Regions from separate parts of the Mus musculus genome. Here regions 1, 2, 3 and 5 are each linked to region 4. The links are chromatin contacts, called in public HiChIP or PLAC-seq, capture Hi-C and promoter capture Hi-C maps. All regions are on one chromosome and are shown on one strand. The core of a region is the stretch at or near the end of the contact, and the rest is flanking DNA. Distances in the headings are between cores, read along the strand shown.

Evidence for each region. Promoter capture Hi-C pulls out the DNA fragments that hold promoters and counts their contacts. HiChIP or PLAC-seq counts read pairs in DNA pulled down with a chosen protein or histone mark. Capture Hi-C pulls out chosen DNA fragments and counts their contacts.
Region 1: a contact with region 4 is called in an HNF4G HiChIP or PLAC-seq map of pancreatic cancer cells. The contact joins the enhancer-like site here to the promoter of Necap2 in region 4. A contact is called at or near these places in 1 of 39 promoter capture datasets (hippocampal neurons), 4 of 484 Hi-C or Micro-C datasets (CD4 T cells, the G1E-ER4 cell line, muscle stem cells and 1 more) and 2 of 115 datasets of contacts at active chromatin or transcription factors (microglia and pancreatic cancer cells).
Region 2: a contact with region 4 is called in a promoter capture Hi-C map of pre-B cells. The contact joins the promoter of Padi4 here to the promoter of Necap2 in region 4. A contact is called at or near these places in 4 of 39 promoter capture datasets (HPC-7-derived erythroid cells, cranial neural crest, embryonic stem cells and 1 more), 3 of 15 datasets of contacts at CTCF or cohesin (embryonic stem cells, large pre-B cells and pro-B cells), 5 of 484 Hi-C or Micro-C datasets (embryonic stem cells, palatal mesenchyme and pro-B cells), 15 of 115 datasets of contacts at active chromatin or transcription factors (bone marrow-derived macrophages, embryonic midbrain, embryonic stem cells and 5 more) and 3 of 9 other capture datasets (adipose tissue, embryonic stem cells and liver).
Region 3: a capture Hi-C map of macrophages shows a contact between it and region 4, with 2.3 times the contacts expected there. The contact joins the promoter of Fam131c here to the promoter of Necap2 in region 4. A contact is called at or near these places in 1 of 39 promoter capture datasets (hippocampal neurons), 1 of 115 datasets of contacts at active chromatin or transcription factors (large pre-B cells) and 1 of 9 other capture datasets (macrophages).
Region 5: a contact with region 4 is called in a promoter capture Hi-C map of adipose tissue. The contact joins the promoter of Padi3 here to the promoter of Necap2 in region 4. A contact is called at or near these places in 4 of 39 promoter capture datasets (cranial neural crest, liver, pre-B cells and 1 more), 2 of 484 Hi-C or Micro-C datasets (the G1E-ER4 cell line and palatal mesenchyme), 7 of 115 datasets of contacts at active chromatin or transcription factors (bone marrow-derived macrophages, effector CD8 T cells, large pre-B cells and 4 more) and 4 of 9 other capture datasets (adipose tissue, liver, macrophages and 1 more).

Annotation. Positions count from the first base shown.
Region 1 is chr4:141,558,067-141,561,530 of GRCm38.p6, forward strand. No RefSeq gene overlaps it. Among named protein-coding and RNA genes, the nearest start is that of B330016D10Rik, 14 kb to the left of the region's middle. Within about 2 kb of position 1,500, at least 391 of the 459 cell types and tissues checked have an H3K27ac peak or open chromatin away from gene starts, as enhancers often do. A contact at or near this core is called in the G1E-ER4 cell line, hippocampal neurons, microglia and 3 more, where this site is marked.
Region 2 is chr4:140,772,327-140,775,590 of GRCm38.p6, forward strand. Padi4 (peptidyl arginine deiminase, type IV) reads right to left here and starts at 1,877. Exons shown (of 16, transcript NM_011061.2): 1 at 1,763-1,877. The coding sequence starts at 1,854.
Region 3 is chr4:141,366,564-141,370,043 of GRCm38.p6, forward strand. Fam131c (family with sequence similarity 131, member C) reads left to right here and starts at 1,629. Exons shown (of 7, transcript NM_001085513.2): 1 at 1,629-1,761. The coding sequence starts at 1,740.
Region 4 is chr4:141,076,208-141,079,734 of GRCm38.p6, forward strand. Necap2 (NECAP endocytosis associated 2) reads right to left here and starts at 2,150. Exons shown (of 8, transcript NM_025383.4): 1 at 2,006-2,150. The coding sequence starts at 2,097.
Region 5 is chr4:140,808,557-140,811,972 of GRCm38.p6, forward strand. It overlaps Padi3 (peptidyl arginine deiminase, type III), which reads right to left and starts at 2,092. Exons shown (of 16, transcript NM_011060.4): 1 at 1,960-2,092. The coding sequence starts at 2,051. It overlaps Gm13032 (predicted gene 13032), which reads left to right and starts at 2,437. Exons shown (of 3, transcript NR_045944.1): 1 at 2,437-2,547.

The DNA of each region.
Region 1 (3,464 bases), core at 250-2,749, 480 kb after region 4:
TATCCTGTCAAATGAGATAAAGTCAACGCACACCTCTGCAATCCAGAGGTCAAATTCAGATCGTGAAGCTTAATTCATCCCAGTTCCCACAGTGGGAGAACTGAGTCCTGAGAGTTGGTTGCCCTCTGACCTTGCACACACCGTGGCATGTGCACACCGCCGCTCAAACGTGCACATACATGATAATGATTTTGTTAAAGGTGGACAACTGTTCCTAAAGAATGATGTCAAGGTCGTCCTCGGGCCTCCACTGCCTGTGCACACCCTCATATGGGGCGTTCACACATACAAGCACCACGGGCACGTATCGAAGAGAAAGAGAATGGTATATGGCCCTATGAAAAGAACTGTTAAAGGTCAAGAAGACACTTAAGTCAAGCAGGAGCGCATCAGAAATTAAGTCCCAGAGTACACGATACTGCCGGCACGGGGTGTTAACATGCTATATAACTTCTTTGTTTGTTTGCTTTTTTTTGGTTTGCTGTTGTGATATGGAGTTTCTCTATGTAGTACAGGCTGGCCCCAAACTCAAAGAGATCCTCCAGCTTCTCCCTCCCTAGTGCCGGGATTAAAGGCGAACGCCACCATGAGCTGCTCAGCAGTGAGTCTTTAAAAAAAGGAGAAAAGGTCAGAGTGATCCCTCACTTCCTCTTCTGACCTCTGTGGGTTCCCAGGTATGTCCACACACATGCACATGCACATTATACACATGCGCGTGCGCGCGCGCGCGCACACACACACACACACACACACACACACACACACACACACAGAGTCAGTGCATTCTCGTGTCCTTCATTGCTAAGCTGCTAAACTCTGCAGGCTGCTTCCTCATCTTCTGACACTTGGGTCCTGAGCGATCCTGCAAGGGGAGAATCGACTGAGGGCACCGTTTTCCCGTTCCCTCCTTTCAGCACCGGAGAATAAGACGTTATACAATTAGCCAAAATCACATGAGAGGGTTCGGGGGAACAGTTTAGGATTAAATTTAGGAACTGAGACATTAGGAACTCTTTGGGGTTCCCATATGTCTTCCTAAGTGTGGCAACGCGGGGATGCTTAATTAGACTACCTGCTGTTACCCAGCACCAGGCCTTTTAGGATTAATTAGGAACAAACGCCCAGTTCTCAGAAAACTGCAGAAGCCAATTGCAGGCTGAGGGAAGAGGTTTGCTGAGTAATGCTGACGGGTCTCCTTCCTGTAAAGCCAGAAGCCCGGTGCGTGTTCTAATTGGCCCCAGCAGATTTTTCTAGGCGATTGTGCAATGGTGAAGCCAAGCATTTAGCCCCTGGGGATCTCGGCTATTTACTGTGAAATTTCTCTCCACCACCTGATGTGAGAGTCTGCCTGTACTGGTTTCCTGTGGCCCAATTCTGGGTCACGTTGTAAGGCGGTGCCCACGTGATCTTAACCTACTTTGTCGTCGTCGTCCCCCCCCCCAACCCCCACCCCACCGTGCCTCAGCAAATAACAGCTGCGGCGACGCCCACAAAATATGGCTGCCCTCAGAGCAACCCCAGTTCACCTTGCTTTGTGCACAGGGCACCTTTCCATCTGAAGGGCCTCAGCGCCTTTGCAAGCTCTGATTATGCTCGACAAACACCTCACTGGGTCGGAGCGGCAAGCCCTGCCAGTCCCGTTTTCTGATTGGACATCTTGGAATGCATCTCTTCTGCCCTCAGAGGAAGGACAGACCTGGATCAGGAGCCTAGCTCCGCTCACTTGCTTACTGGTCGCCTTTGCGCCCGTGAGAACTACTGGACCCAGCGCTGTGCGTCCCCGGGACTCTGCAGACAAAAGTGTCTGTGGGCGCCTCTGAAAGCCCGGCCTGGCTTATGCCAGCCACTGCCTCGGCCTCTTTGCCTTTAGTCGGGCTAAATGGCTTTTGTGCTAGAATTCCCTTGTCAAAAAGAAAAAGGAAATCTTTGCATCTATACTAGCGTGGATGCATGTGCCGTCCTCACGGGCATTTCCAGCCCCTTTCTGACCTTTTCTTTTCCTTTCCCCTCCTCTCTCACCGCACTCCCTTTTGGTGCCATTCAGGGTGGACTTTGGACTCAGGCTGGCTAGTGCTGCCCCCTGGAGGTAGCAGGTGTACCTGCGGGAGGAAGAACCCAGGTAGCATAGAGGTCATTGTCCTAAAACTTTTGTTGTACTTTACGGTTTTGGTTTTGAGACGAGTTTTCAAGGGTGACCTGGAACTCCCTGTATAACCCAACAGTATCTCCAGCTAGCCTCAAACTTGAAGCAGACCACTGACCTCAAACCCTCAAAAGCTGGGATTTCAGGAACAAACCACCAATACCCAACCCCACTCTTTTCTGGTTTTGTCTTTTAAGATTTGTTATTTTATTTTATTTCATGTATGCATGCGCACCGCGTGCACGCCCAGGGCCCTCAAAGGCCAGAAGAAGTTGTCAAGAGCCCCTGAAACTGGAGTTACAGGTGTGAGCCTCCAGGTGGGTGAGAGGAACTGAACCCGGGTCCTCTCTGCAAGAGCAGCAGGTACTCCTAACCACTGAGCCGTCTCTCCAACCCTGCTTCTTTGTCTGTGTTTTGGTTTGTTAGTTTTTGTTTTTAATTAATTGATTTATTTTGAGACAGAATCTCTCTATAGAACCTTTGACTGTCCTAGAACTCACTCTGTAGAGCAGGCTGGCCTTGAACTCTTGAGAGCCTCCTGTCTCTGCATCTCAAGTGCAGGGATTATAGGCCTCTGTGCCACCATTGCCCAGCTGGGTTTTTTGTTTGTTTTGTTATTAAGAAAAAAAAATGTAGATACTGCCAGACTTGAAGACACACTCCTATAATGCTACCACAGCTGCTTGTGGCACCAGCTGCAGGAACTCCGATGCCATTTTCTGAACTCCAAGGGACAAGGGGGCCTGCACTCAGGTGCATATTCACCCAGATACATACATACATACATCTTTTGTTTTGTTTTGTTTTCCCAGGACAGGGTTTCTCTATGTAACAGCTCTGGGTGCACTGGAACGTGCTTTGTAGACCAGGCTGGCATTGAACTCAAAGATCCTCTTCTCTGTCCCTGCAATGCTGGGATTAAAGGTGTGCACCCCCCGACCCCAGCAATATATACTCATAATTTTAAACATGAATTCTCTCTCTCTCCCTTAGGCAGGGTCTCACTTTGTAGCTCTGGCTGGCCCAGAACTCACCAAGATCTGCTTGCCTCTGCTTGTATTTGATTGAGGTCGGGGGAGTCACCGTGGGGAGAGGTGGGTAGGGGAAGAGAAAGAGAGAAAGGCTCCCGCTCGATCAAGCACACACAGAGAAAGAAGAGGAGAGGAGAGAGGGGGACGCCAAAATGATGTCTGGATTATACAGGGAGGAGCCTCTGGGGAAAAGACAGCCCAGTCCCTGCCAGGGCTGGAAAATTCAAGGTTGGGGGCACAGTTGGCCAGGCAAAGACTGGGATGCTGGGAGAACCTGGAGGCCAGGTCTG
Region 2 (3,264 bases), core at 627-3,126, 300 kb before region 4:
CATAGGCTGGGGTTCCCATTGTGAACACAACACCTTCTAGTGTCACCTGGGGCCTCTCAAACCACAGGTGGCCTCTTCTTTGTCCCCTGGTCCCCATGCTTGTGGGGTTAGGCCTGAGTCCCTGACAGGGCCACAGAGCTTGGTAGCCCTGTTTAGGGGCTTGCTCATATAGCACTGCCTGGGAGGGGCAGTTAAAATGATTTATTGTCGGTCTGTCTATTTACTTATTTATGTCAGATCCTGGTGTGGCTCTATGAAAGGCCCAGGACTCGAGTTTGCGCCCCAGAACCGTGTGCTAAGCGCGGGGGTGCAGGCTTGCTCCCAGAGCTGGGAGGCAAAGGCAGGTTGAGCCCATGCCCTGAGAAGGGCAGAAGTTCTTCCAAGACCTCATGCAAGCGGCACAAGCTGCTGTCCCCCTCTACCCCCCGCAGTACAGCCCTCCCATTCTTGTATTCCCTTCTCACGGACGGGACATGCCCCAGTCTTGGCTCTTCCCGGGGGACAAACACCCACATTTTCATCAACACCCCTGTCTGATCAAATGCTCAGATCTCCCCATTTGAAAACCTCCATCAGGATCAGCAAGATGGCTCGGTGGACAAAGGCGCCTGCTGCCAAGCCTGCCGACCTGAGTCCTGGAGCTCACATGGTGAGAGGAGAGCTGACTCCCACAGGCTGGCTGCCGACCTCGGTACACAGAGCCTGAGGAATGACACCTGAGTTTGTCCTGGCCTCCGCAGGCTCCCACACACCCCTGCATCTACAGACAATAAGAGCACTTGTGACCTAGACTTAAGGCGAGAGCTAGCCTGGGATCCTGGCGAGGATGCTGGGCTAGCTCTGGCCTCTGGCCTCTACTCGGCACCCACTTTCAAGCAGCTTGTCCTCTGGGAGTGGGCGCCTCTGATGATACCAGGCTTTCCCTTCCTTGTGTCCTCAGCCTCTCACCAGTGGCCTGTGAGCCACCCAGACCGCCAGTGCTTTCCTGCTGCTGGGGTCAGACAGTCACTGACCCACTGACCCTGGGCACCTCCCAGAGGCCTTTATGGACATCACTTGGGTCACGATGCCCAGCTCTGTGGGGGAAGCTGCTGCAATTCCCACATGAAAGGCTGCATCAGACTCCACCCACGAGGCTTCCTCCATTGTCCTAGGTGACCCGGAACCTGGCAGAGGTCACAGTGCTCAGTAAGTACTCAGGTTATATTTGTTGAATGTACAAGGGAATGGAAAAAATGAACAACAAATGAACTGTTGGGGATCTGATCTGCCCAGTACTGTACAGAGTACCTAACAAACAGTACCTCAGAGTATTTAACAAACAACACCACGGAATACCTAACAAACAGCACTGTGGAGTACCTAACAAACAGCACCTCAGAGTACTTAACAAACAGCACCATGGAGTACTTAACAAACAGCACCATAGAGTGCTTAACAAACACATTTGGAGTTGCCACACTTAATCCTTAAAGTCATTTCATGAGGTAAGGTAAATCAGGCCCAGCTGCCCAAGCCCTCCCCACCGTCAGCCTACAGCAGGGACTGTTTCTCCCTTGTTAGGCAGCCCTGTAATTCCTTGCATTGAGTGCCAGGCAGTTGTATTTATACCTCACAGAGAACTAATTGGCACGATAGGCCCCACACCTCTGGCTTATCTCTCTAGCAGATCTCTTGCCCAGAACCTGAGCTGGGCCAGCAGCGCCCAGCTCCTGCCTGCCCCAAACTGCCCCCACAGGCCCAGGATCTCTGCCCCTCTCACCCGCGGACATCCAGCGGGGTCGCTGTGCCCACCACACACACGGCGTGAGTGGGCTGCTCGGGGGCCACGTGGATCACCGCGCCTTGGGCCATCCTTGCTCGCTCGGTCAGCAGGCAGCAGGAAGCCCCTGGGCTGGTTCCTTTATAGTGCCAGGCGAGCCCATGAGTCAGCACCTGCCCTGCCCCGGAGGCCCAGCCCCTCTCCACTCAGGTGCCCCAGTGGCTGCACAGCCTCCTCTACCCTGGGCCACCCAGGACCCCCCCACCCACCCATGGGTGTCCACAGTGAAGCCTGCAACAGCAGAAGAGTGGGGCACTCGGAAGCCTGTGAGGGGAGAGCACAGGCTATGCCCTTAGCCACCCCTGCCTGGGCCAGGACTGCACATCTTGCCCAAGCACACTTAACAAGACATTGGAAAGAAGGGGAGAAAGGCAGGAGAAGGCTAAACAGAAGGCTATTCTGGGCGTGGCTGAGGTCGCCGCCCTACCCCCCACTCTTCTCTTCGGGACTTGCTCTCCGCTGAAATGCTCCCAGGACAGTCTGTGAAACTCAAGCTGTTGCAGTCCCTTCCCCCACTTCATCCTTGAAGCATCTCTGAGGTCAGCTCACATCATCACACCCACTTTCCAGATGAAGAAACTGAGGCCCAGGGTAGAGGAGGCTCTGCAGCCAGTAAGGATTTGAACAGAAGCTGGCCACAGGGTAGGGCCTTTATTAGCAGTCTGTCCTGGTGACGTGGTCTTTTCAAACCTTAAGACAAAGGCTTCTCACTGTAACACCAAGCATCCGAGGGCAGTTGACTGCCAGCCCATTTTATAGAAGGGAAAGCTGAAGCACAGAGAGGAAAAAGTAGTGGGGGCCATGGGCACGGCTGGGAGGGGAAACCATGTTACCCAACCTAGAGGTGAGGTTTGCTGCATACCCTGGGTATCTGCCTCTACAGGACCTCCCCCAGAAGACCAGATGGTGCGGGTGTGGGCCGCGCCCGCCCTGAGGGCACTCATGAGGGCTCTGCACCTGGTGCCAGGGCTGTCTGCTCATGGGGTGAACTGGGGGTGGGGATGACAAGTCCTAACAGGGAGCACCCAGAGAGGGTGTGTCTGTCTCGGAGGCTGCCGAGAGCACAGGGTGTTTGGGGGGCTGTAGGGTCTCCTTTGGCTCCACATCAAAGGCCGCAGGATTCGGTAGACCTGAGCCCATGGCCTCCTGGCCAGCGTCCCCAGAGCTCAGCACATGTGTGTGCTGGACAGGAGGCTACTGGGGGTCTGAGAGGCCAAAAAAAGGCTCCTGGGTCCCGTGATCCCTAAATAGGAGTTAGGACCAGGGTCCCTTTCTGTCCTCAGGGGGTTTGGTACAGGAGCCAGGCCACCAGCCATAGTATAAAGACATGGTAGGAGTCTGTTTTGTCCCTCCTGTCCCTCCACCATGTGAGTCCTGGGCATTGAACCCCAGGTCACCAAGCTTTCTGGCAAATATCATCTCCCTGGTCCCCAGCCTGATTT
Region 3 (3,480 bases), core at 379-2,878, 290 kb after region 4:
ATATTCTTCCCCCTTATCTTTTTTGAGGCAGGGTCTCATGTAACCCAGGCTGACCTTGAACTCACTACGTAACCAAAGATGACCTTGAACTTCTGACCACCCTGATTCTACCTCCCAAGTGGTGGCATCCCTGCTCCTGTGCACTGTAAGTCACCGGTCTCGGGGCTATCTGTGATGCATGCCCCCTGTTGTCCTGTGTTGTGTATGGAGCAGTGATATTCATGTGTTTTCCTTTCAGATTCAGTTGTGGGTTTAAGTAACACTGTCTATATGAGCCAGGTCTCCATTTACACCTAGGTCTTAAAGCACCAGAGACAGCATGGGGCCACCTCCACTCTGACTTTACTCAATAGCTCGAGTCCCCAGCCCTGGGCAGCCCCAGCAGGCCTGGCTTCTGCTCTGCACAGGGTCTTCAAACCCTTGCTCTAAGCCATATTCATCCCCCAGGGCTGTCTCTAGTGATACAGGGCTGGTAAACAGACCCATTGACTCCTCTGTCTGGAAACAGGAATGTCCAAGGATGGGGTGAGGTGACATTTACCTCAGATACAGGGTGCTTCAGGCCTGGCAAGGTTTGTCACAGCACATCTGACCACTCTCTCCAGGATCCTAAATGAGTGCATGTGAATGCACACAGTGCATATGTGTGAGAAGAGGAACACACACACACACACACACACACACACACACACACACACACACACACGCTAACAGCCATACAAGTGCCAGCAATTAGCCTCCACTATTCCATGACAGAAGTTCCTAGGTAGGGTTTGCCTATACTTCCTTGCTCCAGAGGAGCCCTGGGAGGTAGCCTACCTTCTTGCATGAGACCGCTTATCTAGCCAGGAGGCCACTAATGCAGTGTCTTGGTCCTCCCTCAGAACTCCCTCCCTGGACCAGCATCCTCCCATAAGCAGGTGACTATCAAAAACCCCTGACCTGGAGGCTGGCGAGATGGCTCGGCAGGTTAAAGGTACTTACCAGGAAGTCTGGTTACCAAGTTTGATCCCTGAGACCCACATAGTGGAAAGAAAGAATAGAGTCCCGTCCCCCCCCACCCGCCACCCCAAGTGTACTTTGATCCCTCTCTCTCTCTCTCACACACACACTAAAAATAAAGCTCAGGGCCAGACAGTGGTGGTGCACGCCTTTAATCCCAGCACTTGGGAGGCAGAGGCACGCATACTTCTGAGCTCGAGGCCAGCCTGGTCTACAAACTGAGTTCCAGGACAGCCAGGGCTATTCAGAGAAATCCTGTCTCGAAAAGCCAATAAAATAAAATAAAACAAAATAAAATAAAACAAAACAAAGCTCGATCTTGCTCATTGTGCACAGTGGGATGAGGCTCATCTTTGCAGAATTCCCCTTCCCAGCCCTTTCCCCTGACCTTGAGCTCCAGAAAGCAGGCGCTACTCAGATTTGAAACTAGAAGTCTTCCTTACAGGGCCGAGTCCTGTTACTTTGGTTTGCCTTACTTTGGTTAGCGACAACAGGTACACTGGCACAGAGGGGGCGGGGCGCACCCCAGCCCCGCCCCCTCCGCGCTCCCCGGGTCCCCGCCCGCCGCGGTGTCGCCCGGCCTTGGCAGCTGCGGGCGCGGCGCGAGGCGATCCGGACGCGGCAGCGGGGACTAGGAGCGAGAGGAGGGCGAGCCGCGCAGCCCCGGCCCACGGAGACATGAGCGCGCGGCCGCCCACCGCACCCCAGGCGCAGTGGCCCAGCCCCGCCGCCCCGTGATGGGATCCTGTGTGTCGCGAGGTGAGGACAGGGCGGCCCGGGACGCAGCGAGAAGCGGGGGGCGGGGGGGGGGGCACCAGCGCTCCGCTCAGGGAAGCCAGGGTGGGTGTCCGCCCTTCATGGATCAGCCGCGCCCCAGAGGACACGGTGCGCCCCACGGGGACAGAGCTCGGGAGGGGGGCGAGCAGCGCGCAGAGGGGACGGAGGTCTCCGCACCCCACGCCCCACTCGGCACCCGGCAGGTGGCATGAAGCAAGGTCCGGTGCCATGCTTTCTTCCCCGCAGCTACACGCCTCCTGCAGTGTGCCTGAGAGGGGAGGGAGCCTTCCTATTTTTTCTGGTCCTCTTATGGGCCACTGAGCTCCAGGAAGACCTCGCTCCCGCTCAAGATGCCGGCAGGCCTTTTTAAGCCAGGATCCCATTTCTCCTCTCAGGGTGCCTGTGTCTTTAGCCCCAGAACCCTACCCCCACCCCACGCAGGAAGGGGTCAGTAGGGATGAACAGGTTATCAAGGCTCCCTCTTCCCCACCCTCATCCCTAACTCCATCCCCACCCCCACCCCTGCTCAGGGGACAGGAGAGGACAGAGGACAGCTGATGCTCCCAGTAACCCCTGGGCCTTTGTCTCTCACCTGGCACCTTGGCCATTCCAAGGTGATTCCAGAGAACTGGAGTGACTGTCCCTCATCTGTGGGGTTTGGGGAGAGCACTGTCTGTAAATGGGTGTGTGTGTGTGTGCATAGGATCTTTCATAGATGCTGTGGGGAGGGAATATTTGTATTTGGAGTAATATTTTAGGAGAGGTTGCGGAGTATGGGGACATGCCTGCACTCAGAAAGTGGAAGATCAAGAGCTCAAGGCCAGCATCCACAGCATAGAGAATTTGAGGCCAACCTGGGCTACATGAGAGCCTGTGTCAAAAAAAAAGCAAACACCTCAAAAGAGGTTGGGTCATGCCGGGAGTGGTGGTGCACGCCTTTAATCCCAGCACTTGGGAGGCAGTGGCAGGTGGATTTCTAAGTTCGAGGTCAGCCTGGTCTACAAAGTGAGTTCCAAGACAGCCAGGGCTATACAGAGAAACCCTGTCTCAAAAAACCAAAAAAAAAAAAAAAAAAAAAAAAGAGGTTGGGCCATTGTCCCACTTGGGAGTCTTACCCACTGTGGGAGCAGGGGGCGGGGCCAGGAGTGAGAGTGTACAGAGGTCAAGTCTACTCACCTCAGCCCCAAGGTCTTGCAAGACTGACATTGTATTGGTCACTGGTAATTTACCCAGACAGAGAAAGGTAAAATGGCCTTAGAGTGGGCTGGCAGGCCCCCTGGGGACACCCCAGGAGGGGGTGTTGGAATGTTGGAAGCAGCCCTCTCCCATTCTCTGGACTTTGAGGGCTTCCTCAGGTTCCCGGGGGAGTGTTGAGGGAAGTGACTCAGGGGGTCCCCGGAAGGTGACAGCAGGAGGGACAGGAGGAGCATGGTCAGGCTGTATGAAGTTGGTTCAAGTTGATTGGGGGTGACGAGGTACTTCCTGAGTGTCAGGCACCACGTTAGAAGCAGCTGGGAAAATCCAGTATGGCTCCTGGTCTGTTGAGACCTGAGGAACCCAGCCTGGCATCTGGCCAATGGGACAGTTCTCAGAGTGGAAAGCCCTGAAGGGTCTTTTAGGTCTACTCTCAGAGTCTGAGCTGTCCCCAGAAGCCCCAACGACTCATGGATGGCCTTCCATGAAGGCAGTTGTGGGTGTGAG
Region 4 (3,527 bases), core at 900-3,399:
CAGTCATTTCAAGTTGTCCAAAATATTATTCTTAGCCTGTGGCCATTCAAAACTGCAGGCAGTTGGAGCGTGCTGGCATTCAAAACGCCCACACGCAGCCGCTGTTGCTGGCCCCTATTCTAAAGACCACAGACCTTCACCCAAGTGGGAATTCCTTCCCAGCTTCCTGTCCATAGAGGAAGCAGCTCCGGGCCTATTGTGTCTGTTAAGGCACTGTGATGCCAAGCTAGCGGGACCAACCGGCTGGGGGACCCTTGAGACCATGGAGGGAGTACAGAGGGACAGGATCTTTGGTAGAAAGAGTGTAAAAGTGCATGAGGGTCCGGGGGAGGAAAGAGCGGCTAGGAAGGATATTCTCGGCTGTATTCCAGGTAGGAGGGAACGAGGACCCTCGTCAATGCCTTCTTTGGCTCCTTTAGAAGGCAACAGTGTCGTCGTCAGCAGCAGCAGCAGCAGCAGAAGCAAAGAGAAACCCCTGAACAGCAAATGCCATGGGTACTTTCAGAAGGCTTTTCTGGGAAGTTCTAAGCAAAGCCACTGTCAGCTCTCTAGAACTCTAGCTGGCAGCTGTGGCAGATCCACATGAATGTACATCTTCAGCTAACAAGGCAGCAGGCTCAGTTTCTGTTCCTCTTCCTGGCGCCGCGGGCTTTAGATTCAGGCTAAGGAGAGCCCGAAAGGTTGAGTGTAGGGCGGGCAGCTTCCTCTGTATCAAACCAGCCTGGCTGGATACTTGGTGACCCCACCCTCCGGAGGATCAAGAGAAGCTAACCCTAGTCTACTGAACGAAGACCCAACAGATAGGGGTAGACTGCCAATCTCCGGTTTGATAACAAGAAAGGAAAGGGAGACAGCTGTGGAGATGATTCGGTGCAGATGAGCAAGCTTGAGGCCCCGAGTTTGGATCTCTAGCGCCTAAAAGCCAGGTCTGGCTCCAGCTACCTGTAGACCCTCCACTGTGTGGGGTGGGGCAGAGAAAGGAGTTTCACTGGGCTTGCTGAACACCTAGTCTAGATGAAAACAGCCAACCCCAGCTTCAGTTAGGGGCCACCTCAAGGGAACAACGGACATGAAAAAAGCAAGACACTGGCTGGAACTCCTGTGGCTTCTGCATGCACCCGCACCACACCCAGACACGCAAAAGCAAGCACAGGCAGCTGTAGCTTGCTGACCTCCATTCTTGTCATTTTAATATTATTTTAAAATCATCGCACCGACACAGTTAAGTGTTCTAAGATACCCATTCAGAAAATGTTATGAGCCTGTGTTACATAGCGCAAAGGGCAGATGGAGTTGGCCCTCCAACACATTTGTGGTACCCGACGACCTGTTTCCAAACAACTCAGACACCCATCGCCTTCGAGAGCCACCCAGCCTAAGTAGCAACACCCCACCACAGGGCACAGGACACACCACGTATTTTTCATCTTTTTCAGTTAGGGAAGGTGTCCAACTTTGTGTCTCCTCTCCTAGACTAGAGTCCTGGGTTCCCTTCCGGAGACACTCCGTGTGTTTACAGGCATTTGAGTTTATTTGCCTCAGGTGACGCTCACTCAAGACAAGGGCGGCGGTATCCTCCCAGCTGCAAGTATGTTGTGATCAGGGGTGAAACTGGGGTCAGGAGAGCCGGAGATAGGAACAGCGTCCCTGGGCTTCGTGGGACGGGTCCCCCAGATGGCCGGGTTCCCTCCCGTGCCCTCCCGGCGGGGATTTCCGCGGGTGGCAGGGTTTTCTGGGATCCCGTCACGACTGTCGGTTAGCGCTGTGACACGACCCGTAGACCCCGCCGAGGGAACCCACTGCGCTCTCGGGTCCCCAGGAGCTGGCTGCGACCGTTGCCGGCGTCCCGCTGACGGCTCAGGGCCAGCGACCCCTCCTAAGTCTGGCCCCGATTAAAGTAGCCACAGGGCTCCATCCTTTCCGCCCCTAAACCCGACAACCGGTCCTCGTCCCCCGCAGTGCATGCCGGGGCGGGGGACGGGAAGATTAAGCCAGGAACGGTCACCTGTAACCACGGTTGGTGGCCCGCGGCGGGATGCGGTAGACGTGGACCTCCGGCTTGACACACAGAACAGACTCGTACTCACTCTCCTCCATCTCTATCGCCCGAGCCCTCGGGACTTCCGGCTTCTCCCCGCCCCTTCAGGACCGGAAGTGATGCGACTCTATGACCAAGTTCTGTCTAGAGCGGAAGCTCCGGGGGACCCCCCGATCGCTCCCGAGTGCCCTCTGCCGGGCGCCTCAGATCAGACCGTGAAGCGATTGCTCTCTGCTGCTGTGGGACCTGAGAAGCTCGAGATGCCGCTGATCTGAGCCTAATCCCGAACCTGGTTGTAGTTCAAACTCTATACCCTAGACCAGGGTGGCTGATATGCAAGATACCCTGCAGCCCTGCCCTTCTGACGGAATGTCCTTGTCCCCGCCAATCCCAGAAGGTTCTCAGAGGCTTCTGGAGGAATCTCGCTCCACAACTTTTTATAACCTACTATGTGCGCAAGGCCCCAGTGGCTTAGCGCAACAGGAGTACAAATCAAAGTTGTGAACCAAAGTTCCTGGTTGTCTTTGCTGTGAAGAGACACTATGACCAAGGCAACACTTACAAAAAGAAATCCTTTCATTGGGGGCTTGCTTACAGTTTCAGAGGCTTAGTCCATGATTAGCATGCGGGAGAGCATGGCGGCATGCAGGCAGGCGTGATACCAGAGAAGCAGCTGAGAGCTGTACGTCATGATCCTGGTGGGGGTGGAAGGGCCACAGCACACAGGGATGGGGCGGGAGGAAGGGGAGCACGGACGACAGTGACCCGGGCCTGATACGGGCTTTTGGAAAACTCAAAGACCAAACCCCCATCACAGCTTTTCCAACGAGGACACACCTCCTAATCCTTCCACGAGGTTGATCACTTGTGAAAAGCTAGAATAAGGCAGATTGGGAGGCGAATTGATTTTGAGTTATCTTGACCCTCTAAATAGCCATTTATTGGCCACCTCTGTATGTGACCTAAGATCCTTGTGACTATTAGGTAAATCCTTTGGAAGGTACAAATGCCAGCTTTCACCAATAAAGGCTAAGAATGTCATCAGATAGCAAGTAAGGGCCATAAATGATGTTTCCCGGCTTTGCGGTGACTCACCTGCCTGAGGTCTCCACCAACGGTTTGAAAAATGCCTCGGTTTGATGTTTGTTTTGTTTTGTTGATTTTTTGGGTTTTTTGTTTTTGTTGGTTTTTTTTGAGACAGGGTTTCTCTGTGTAGCCCAGGCTGTCCTGGAACTCATTTTGTAGACCAGGCTGGCCTCAAACTCAGAAATCCACCTGCCTCTGCCTCCCGAGTGCTGGGATTAAAGGCGTGTGCCACCACGCCTGGCTCAGTTTTTTGGTTTTTCGAGACAGGATTTCTCTGTGCAGTCCTGGCTGTCCTGGAACTCACTCTGTAGACCAGGCTGGCCTCGAACTCCGAAATCTGCCCGCCTCTGCCTCCCAAATGCTGGGATTAAAGGTGTGCGACACCACGGCCGGGCTAATGCCT
Region 5 (3,416 bases), core at 842-3,341, 270 kb before region 4:
CCAGTCACATCACTGGTTCATCACATTACAGAGCCAGAGGCAGAGTCCCCGGGGAAAGAGCGTCCCAAGATGAGGCAGCTGGGAAGTACCAGAGCCAGCGCTGAGCCACCATCCTGCTGCTCCTGGTTTGTAGGCTAGGGCTAGGATCCGGGAAGAATACCCTAAGATGTCCAGTCTTGCTATCCCCTTCCAAGACACAAGTCGCGGGCTGTAGAGATGGCTCAGCCATTCGAGGCAAGGCTCACAACCAAGACACAGGTCATCTCTGCAACCCTCACTGGACAGCGCCTGGCCGACACTAGAACAACCCTTCACTTCTGAGCATCCCCAGGACGGCTGTACACCAACGCTCAAAGAAGCCCATGCCCCGTGAGTGTGATACTCTATTTCCCAGGGGGATTGGCCATCACTATGTGCAGAAATCCTAGAAAACACCAAAGCCCTGCCACCACCCATGACTGCCCCATCCCCAGTCTTCTTGGTGAATCCCCATCATGGCCCTAGTCACTCAAGTTACCCCCAGCCCAGCGGCTTGCCTCCCACCCAGCCCATCCTCCACCCTCGAAGGCACCTCTGAGAGGAGCAGGAGAGGGAGGGGGAGGAGAAGCTATCCCCAGCTCCCTGGACAAGTCAAACCGGAGATATATCTACCCAATGGGCACAAGGCAGCTGGGCAGTGAGTCACCCCTATGGGCACGCAGCCCTGGAGCAGGCTGTGGCGCCAGGCAGCATCCATCCCACTTCCTGTCCTGCCCGAATCTTTGGAAGCTAAAGCTACAGAGACTCCCCTCTGCATATCTCACAGTCCACCTACCCGCAGCCAGGAGCTAGCTCCTGGCATGCAGCTTATCTCGGACTTGGTTATCTCCTGTGACTGGCAGCTCACTCCTTCCCTCCCTACCTCAGACCCCAACCGATTTCACTCCACACTTGAAACTCTTACTTCTGGATGTTTGTTCTCAAAGGGTGTGAAACTTTGGCCCCTGGGGCATACCTGACAACGTCTGAGTTTTGGCTGGCCCAGCAGGGTTGGGAGCACTGTCGGCCCCTGGCAAATGAAGACCAAAGATGATTCTCACAGTGTTACAGTGAGTGGCACAGTCCCGCAGGGACTTCTGGTGGCCCAGTGCTGAAGCCACATCCAAGATGGGGGCAGGAAGGTCTGAGAGGTGACACCCTGATCCCTGCATCCTTGGAATCTCCTCAGCTCAGTCTCAGAGCTGGGACTCAAAAGCCTAAGAAACCAGCCCCGGTCCTACAAAACCCCTAGCCAAGCCACCCTGGCCCACAGCAGCCACAGCGCATAGGTGATGAGTGACCGTGGATCTGAAGCCCTGGGGCTCCAGGGGCTGGGCAGCTAGACACGAAGTCCTTAGTAAGTCTACAGTGGGCTCAAAGCTCAGCTTTGCCTCCAGGTGACATGGGCTAATGGCTCAACCTCTCTGTGCCACCACTGGTACTTTGTGAACATCACCTGAGATAGTGTTAACGTCAGGGCTCTTGTCAGGGTGGAGTCTGAGAAACTGTGACCAGCTCTGGGGACAGAGCTTGGCACCTTAAGTGCTAGGTCCGTGAGTAGATGTGGCCTTTTAAGAAATGACTTGATTCTCCCTGTGCTCATAAGGGGTTGGAGGATGAGAGTTCAGGTCCCTTCCCTTTCTTGTGACCAGTCTCTTCTAAGGACCCTTAAACCGAGAAATGAGCCCATGGCCCCAGAACTGTCTAAGTCCAATGTACGGAGCTCAGCTCTGCCTGGATCCTCAGGTTCAAAAACCCTGCTGGGAACGGGGCTGACTGCAGGAAGGACCCACGCTTCCCACAGTGGGCAGAGGTTCCCAGGTTAAGACTACAGATGAGGCACCGTAGGCCCAGCCTGTGCCCTGAGGAACACAGCTCCTAGCCGTGAAGGCCCACGGACTCCACACGACGAACCCCAGACCCTCCAGAACCAACTCTTACCCATAAATGTCCACGATGGTCTCAACCCCTGCCACACACACAGCGCTGGTGGGGTGCTCCAGAGACACACGCACAATCCTCTGTAGAGACATGCCGGCCTAGGATGGGGGCTTTGGCCACCAAACCCAGCACTAGCCAGAGGTCCCCCAGGATGTGCCTTTAAAGTACCCAGCTCCGCCCCTCCAGCTCAGGGCGCAAGCTTATTGGCTCTAGCTCTAGAAGCCCAGCCTCTTCTCAGAGGCCAAAGAGCCAATCCTCTCTTCAGGACTGGCCGGAAGGGTTCTGATATTTGCATATGAACCTGGGGCTCCCACCCCAGGGCACCCAAGGAGTTAATTTCTACCTAGAGAGAAAACAAGTCCCCACAGGTGCTTGGCCAGCACATCTGGGGTGGTTAGGGGGAGGGGGAGGGGGAGGACACGCAGGGGAACCCAGGGCTTTGTCCTGGCCTGTCTCTGTCCTCTTGCCTCTGTTTACACTGCTGGAAGGGCCGCTGAGGATGCAGGATGCAAGGCCCCACTTCACCCTGGTGCAGGCAACCGGAAGTGCAGGTGGCCCCTGGATGCTTCATGCAAACCTATGAGAAATGTTGGTCTTGCCTCGCTCCTCCCCCTCTCCCTCCCCCTTTCCCTCTTCCTCCCCTCCCCCCTCCCCCCCGTTCTTCCCCTTCCCCCTGCCTCTTCCCCTCCCCCTTCTCTCCACCCATCTTCCTCTCTTTTTATTCTCTCTCTCTCTCTCTCTCTCTCTCTCTCTGAGTCTCAAATACTCCAAACTCACTATGAGGTTAACAACAGTCTTAAACCTCAGATCCTTCTGCCTCCCAAGCGCTGGGATTACAGATCTGCACCACTCTACTCCATTTTATCTGGTGTTGGAAATCACACCTAGAGCATTGTGTGTGCTAGGCTCTACCAACCGAGCCACATCCCCAGCTTCGCCCCCCTCCCCATCTATATGTATTTCTAGATCGGTCTGATTTTTACATTTCTGGGAGAGGTGGTGCCCACCTGTGCCGTGGCACCTGTGCAGAGGCTGGAGGACTTGTTTCCTCCTACCAGGTCCATTCCAAGTCGTCAGGCTTGGTGGCTAGCACCTTTACCCACTGGGCCACCTTCTTGGACCTCTGCCCGCCTTTCTTAATTAAAAGCTTGGGTTGTAAGACTAGAGAGAGAGTGAGCTTCCTCCTACCTCAGGGTCTTCCTGGTGGCACTTCACACACACACACACACACACACACACACCTTACTTCAGCCCACCACCACCACCAATTGAGCCCTGGCTGAGGGGATCACAGCTGGGCAGTTGTAACGTGGATATGGGCTCACTTTCCTAAGGCTGATGTTGGAGGTCAAACCCTCCCAAGGGGGTAAATGATACAACAGTGACCAATGTCATCAGGACCAAGAATATCAGCGTAGGTTGCCCTCTTGTAGATGGGGAAACTGAGGCAAGAGGTA